Regions from separate parts of the Nothobranchius furzeri genome. Here region 2 is linked to region 1. A link is a contact called in public Hi-C data. All regions are on one chromosome and are shown on one strand. Each heading gives the region's core, a stretch centred on a gene start, on an enhancer-like site or on the middle of the called end of the contact. The rest is flanking DNA. Distances are from core to core; before and after follow the strand shown. Region 1 holds the start of LOC107378415 (cilia- and flagella-associated protein 100). Region 2 overlaps gabra4 (gamma-aminobutyric acid type A receptor subunit alpha4).

Region 1 (2,700 bases), core at 180-2,679:
ACATGAATTTTGTCACAGACAAGAAAGTTTCTTTAGTAAACGCAGCAGCGATCAAACCAACACACGCCCACCTTTTCACTGCTGTTTGACACTTTAAACCTCCTTATTTCTACACGTGAATAAAAAGAAGATTTTAAAAGTTATCTTTCTAGATTTCTGTAGAGTATTTGTGTCTGAAACCATGAAGCTGTCTGAAGAACATGTTTACAAGCATGCAGATTAATCGGATATCAATAAGGGTTGTGGCACGTGTGCTTATGTGAGCGAGAGAAGCTTGACATGACAAAAGCATGCTGACAACATCGCTCTCTGCCTCAGAAGCTCCACCAGCTCAGATCACAGGAGCAGGTGACTGAAACACAACAGTCACTCTACAAGTCCTGATATGTTATAAATCGGTCTGATATTTGGCAACAGATCAAAATGACAACTACAAATGTGATTTAAGAAGGTCCAGTTGTGGAACAAAGAAAACGCAGCTGTTTGCTCAGAATATGACTTAATGAAACAAAATCACAGCGGTCCCAACAAATCCCTTCCTACCAGGACGAACGTGGGTTAAATAAAGCATCACAAAGTCATCATCAATGATCATCTGATGCAAATATTTATTAACAGTATTTATGAAGAAACACAACATCTCTTAAATTCTACCTATAAAACATCTATGACTTCTACATCCACTGCAGCTGACATGCTTGAAGTATATTCAGGAGGACCATAAACAATGCAGCTATAACGACTGAAGTGATGCTGTGGACCACTACCCTGCACGTTTTTGCTGCCTCTCTGCTAATTGTAAATAAAAGTTGGAATCCACACAAGATGTCCTTTAGAAAAAGCTAACTACATATTTATATAATTAACTGTTGATTTGTTGGAGATATAACTTCCTGTATCATATATATTACGCATCAATGCCATTACTAATGTTCAACGCAATATTTCCATATTCATGTTAATTTTATCAAACATTCCTCTAAATAATTATTTTCCATAAATTTTCTCAGATGAACTTTGACGATCTGACGGATGCTCTCGTGATGCATTCTGGGCAGCGCATGACGTCAGCTTATTTATTTATTTATTTATTTATTTATTTATTACTTTTATTCCTCTTAGCTCACATCAAAATGTCAGATGTACGCGTAACGTCGAAACTGTTTACTAATTTAGGCAAAAATGACATTAATATTATTTTAAATGAAACTGTACAAACAGCTAAACGAGCTAAAGCACTAGCTAAACATTAGTGCACCTTACGGTTTAATTGAGAGATAAATGAGCAGGATATAATAAAACAGACAGTATGAAACATGGCTGTGGTATTATGAAGCGAACCCTGCTGCATTATTGCCATTCACAGACTCAAACGGAGCAACTTACCAGCTCTAGAAGTTAGCTAGGTGTGCCGTGTGTACCGTTGTCATGGTAACTGCTTCCTTCAACGTCTCCTCGGATTTTTTCCACTTATCCCCATTGTTCATTCAGTTCGAACTATAACGCGCGCGCACGCACACACACGCACGCGCGCGCGCACACACACACACCAAAGTAAAACTGGCTTTTCTGATAACAACAAAAAGACTGAGTCATCAGAAAAAGACAGCAGCACTTCTGCCTCCTCTATCGGTAGTGGTGCTTATTCACCACTAGATGGCAGAGACAGATCATTTCACCCAGACAAACTCAAATTCATTTCTTCAGTTTTTTGCCAAGAAATTTCGAGATTAATCGGGATGTCATCAAAGTAGCCGTTTAAGTGAAATCCGTGTCACTTATCTTTTTGTCCCTGAGAGACGCTGATCACCAGCTCTTCTTTTAGTCCACCGCGTGCATAAGTGAGTATACTTAGAACCTGATACTGTACATCGCATCCCACGCATCCACACATGACCCCACACATCTCAGCTCAGCAAAGCAGCCCACACACTACACACGCTTGTAGGAAATCCCACTGTCAGATTGTCAGGTTAAAGTTACACACACACACACACACACACACACACACACACACACACACACACACACACACACACACACACACATACACACACACACACGCACACACACACACATGGGATGGATGCGTTGGCAACAGAAAAGGCCACGTTGTGTAAGAAAAGAGAAAGGGTGTTTTATTTACTCTTGAGGAGCATTATCATAAGAAGGCAGAAACATGAAGCCTAAAGCAAACAAGTGCATTGATTTTCTTGCATCTTCATCCTCCCTTCACAGGTTTACTGGTCTACCTGTATTCTGGAAGACTGTATTTCTTTCTAGATGTTCAGTGACTTATTTACAATGCGATAACACTGCTTCACAACACAGATGACTAAAATAAGACAAATATAATGTATCTGGTTATTTATAGCAACGCATCAGGTGTTTGAGCATTACAGATCGCTGTCACCCCTTCATGCCACCTAAAGATGGAGTTACATAAGACAACCACCATCTATTTATGATCAGCTTTTCTCTAAAGATAAGTGCTTGACTTATAAACAAAAATAAAGGAGAATGAAGACACCGCCAACAACAATAAAAAAAAAACCATTAATTCACTAATTAAAGGACTCAAATAATGCTGTTTTGCTACATTTCCCTCTTATTGTGAACTGGAGAACAGAAAACTTGACTTCCTCTCATGGCAGGAACAGGAGAGCAGAGATGAAGCTGCCATGCTGTCAGGCAGCTGTG
Region 2 (2,700 bases), core at 26-2,525, 99 kb after region 1:
GGGGGATTAATGTTCTCCTCTTCAGGAGCTGGTCCTGTTAGCAGAAGGCTTGGCTCCTGATGGTTCTATCTCCTCATGATTAAAAAAAAACACCCAGTCCACGCTCTTCCTCCGCTGCTCGTGGGACACATTGGATGCTTTCAGTTTCAGAGTAGGAGGGGGGGCTGGATTATTCCTGCAAATGCCTCAGTGCCGGCATCACACCCGCCTTGACTCTCAAAGGATAAGCCCCTTTGATGCTGCGCTGCATCACCACCCTGGTGCAGCGCTGCTGACTTTCTGCCTTAAGCTGGTGTGAAATGAGAGCAATCCTTGTTAAGTGACATCTGTATTGGACTCACTTCCAGAGGGAGGCCATCTGTGTCAGGAGGGGTGGTGTCAGATCAATGCAACAATCTTCTGACAGATAATTATGAAAAGGAAAATAACAGCAACAACACCGCACTCACAAACCTCTTCAAATGTCTTCACCTTGAAAATGAAATACTACATGTTACTATATAAGACCTGTTATGCCTTTTAGTTAAAAGTCAGTAGTTATTGCATAATCTGATTAAGTTATGAAAGCAAGGTGATAAATAATTTCAAAGTTAAGAAATGTGTGATTCATGCTAAAAAAAACAGTTAAAATGTGTGGGTTTGAAATTTGCTCAGAGTGAGACATCGTTATCACAAGCGATCTTTGTATTGTACGTGCGGAAATGGGAGCGAGTGAGCGCTCTTATCATTCACCTATCTTTGACGTTTTTTCTCCGCGAACGCTGTGAAAAGTGCTTCGGCAGTATTAAAACAGTGAATAAGTTCATGTACACGCTATAAGTGCCCTACACGCTTGTACCTTTAGGAAACGTTCGTCTTTGTAAGTATTAATGTGTTCAGAAATAACCTTTATATGTGTTTACATAGAGAGTGAACTGTGATGCTAATGTAATGTACCTGTTAAGCTAGGCTAATCTTTAAGTTCTTATTAAGATGTGTATTAGCTAGCGATTTATTTTCACTCTGTATGTTTCAGTTACAAATAAGAAATAGCAAGGAGAAGCCTTGAGAGAGATAAGGCTTAAAAGATCTTCAGTAAAATCAAGAAAAGCAAGCCTTGTGTGGAGATCTCGTCTATTTTGTTCGCTGGCTGTCTAGCTTCACATGGTCACGTGTCGTGAGGGCAGCACAAGACCCGTTTTGAGCTTCAAACCAGCGTGCCCAGCCCAGATGGGTGCCCACCCTGAGGGCAGGCCTGAGCTTGGGTTGTGTCTGGTGGCAGACCAGACCGTTGGATGACTGGGCCCAACAGTAGAGAAAGAGTGAAGAGCTTGGACATCTGGGAGAGGTTCAGAGTAGAGCTGCTCTTCCATACTGAGAGGAGCCGGCTGAACTGGTTCAGGCGTTACGTCAGGATGTCCCTTGGACACTTCCCAGGAGAGCGTTTGAATCATGTCCTACCAGCAGGAAGCCTGTGGGTCGACATGGTGAAGGATTACATCCCCACGTTTGCCAGACACCGCCTGGGCACCCTGCGTGTGGAGCAGGTGGAGGCTGCTGGGGAGAGGGCGGTTTGAGCCTCTCTGCTGGGGATGCTACTCCTGTGACCTAGTCTCAGATAAGCGGGTGAAAACATAAGGATGTTACGATGTTTTTCCTCAAAAAATAATGTTAATATTCTAGGTACATCTGAATGTAGAAATCTATAAATAAATGTGTCAGCTCATGGCTAAATATTTAGCTAACAAGCAAATTCAGACCGAAATAAAGGCTAAAAAGTAAACGTGAGGTGGCGACGTCCTCGATCTAACATCTCACATTCGCAGTCAAAGCTCAGTTCACTTTTATTTCAGTACTCTACTACTGATTTGTGACATGATAATAAACCTCATGAGTTGTCCTTAAAAGACTGAAGCTTGGTTTATGCTTGACGCATTCACTTTCCGCGCGGTGATGCGGCTCGCGGCTGGAACGCGCTTCACAACTCGCAGCGTTTATGGTTCGTGCGGCTCGTCTCTGCGGTGAGCCAATATTCTCCCAAACTGTAGGGGGCAGCATGGAGCTCTACAGCATGCATCCAACACTACACCATAGTAGAAGTAGAAATTACTGTTTACAACATGACATTTCAGCATTTTTAACAGCGTTCTCGTCTTTTCCGACAGTGCGAGCTATTTCTCTCCAAGAATTATTAACAACATGTTGATCACGGTGATCTTTGAGAGCTGAATCATACAAATGTCTGTATTTACGAACCTCTGCCGTGCCGGTCCGCCATGTTTTTCCGTGTCCGACCGTCCGCGTGGTTAGAAATTTTCCGAGGTGCGCGTTGCGGAAATCTTGGGCCGTGCGGAGACGCGGTGGAGGGGCGTGGTTGTTAAAATGACGCAAAATGACGCAACTTTTCCACGCGGAGCCGTGCGGACCTCGCGGACGCATCAAGCATAAACCAACCTTTAAGGCTGTGGCCTTCACTTGAATGATTTTCCACATCATCTTGGTCCTCAGTCCAACATGATGCAAGAGTTCTCTAGAACCTCCTTAGCATGTAAACGTTTGTGTCTGTTCTTACAGCAAACCCCTGACACCAACGGCTCTCTGAGAAAGCGACTCAACTACATTTCACACCCGGAGCAGAGCGGTCAGCAGAGAGCCCAGTCCACCACCAACATCTCAGGTTTAGGACGAGGCAGACCACTGAGACCTACAGCCGCTGGCGCC

Evidence for each region. A called contact is a pair of places that touch in the nucleus more often than the background predicts.
Region 2: a Hi-C map of skeletal muscle shows a contact between it and region 1, with 7 times the contacts expected there. The contact joins the enhancer-like site here to the promoter of LOC107378415 in region 1. A contact is called at or near these places in 2 of 2 Hi-C or Micro-C datasets (skeletal muscle and tail fin).

What each region holds. Positions count from the first base shown.
Region 1 is chr1:28,630,254-28,632,953 of NfurGRZ-RIMD1, forward strand. LOC107378415 (cilia- and flagella-associated protein 100) reads right to left here and starts at 1,430. Exons shown (of 13, transcript XM_070553232.1): 1 at 1,422-1,430. The coding sequence starts at 1,430.
Region 2 is chr1:28,728,981-28,731,680 of NfurGRZ-RIMD1, forward strand. It overlaps gabra4 (gamma-aminobutyric acid type A receptor subunit alpha4), which reads left to right. Exons shown (of 9, transcript XM_015948856.3): 9 at 2,554-2,700. Among protein-coding and RNA genes, the nearest start is that of LOC139069756, 32 kb to the right of the region's middle. Within about 2 kb of position 1,276, at least 1 of the 3 cell types and tissues checked has an H3K27ac peak or open chromatin away from gene starts, as enhancers often do. A contact at or near this core is called in tail fin, where this site is marked.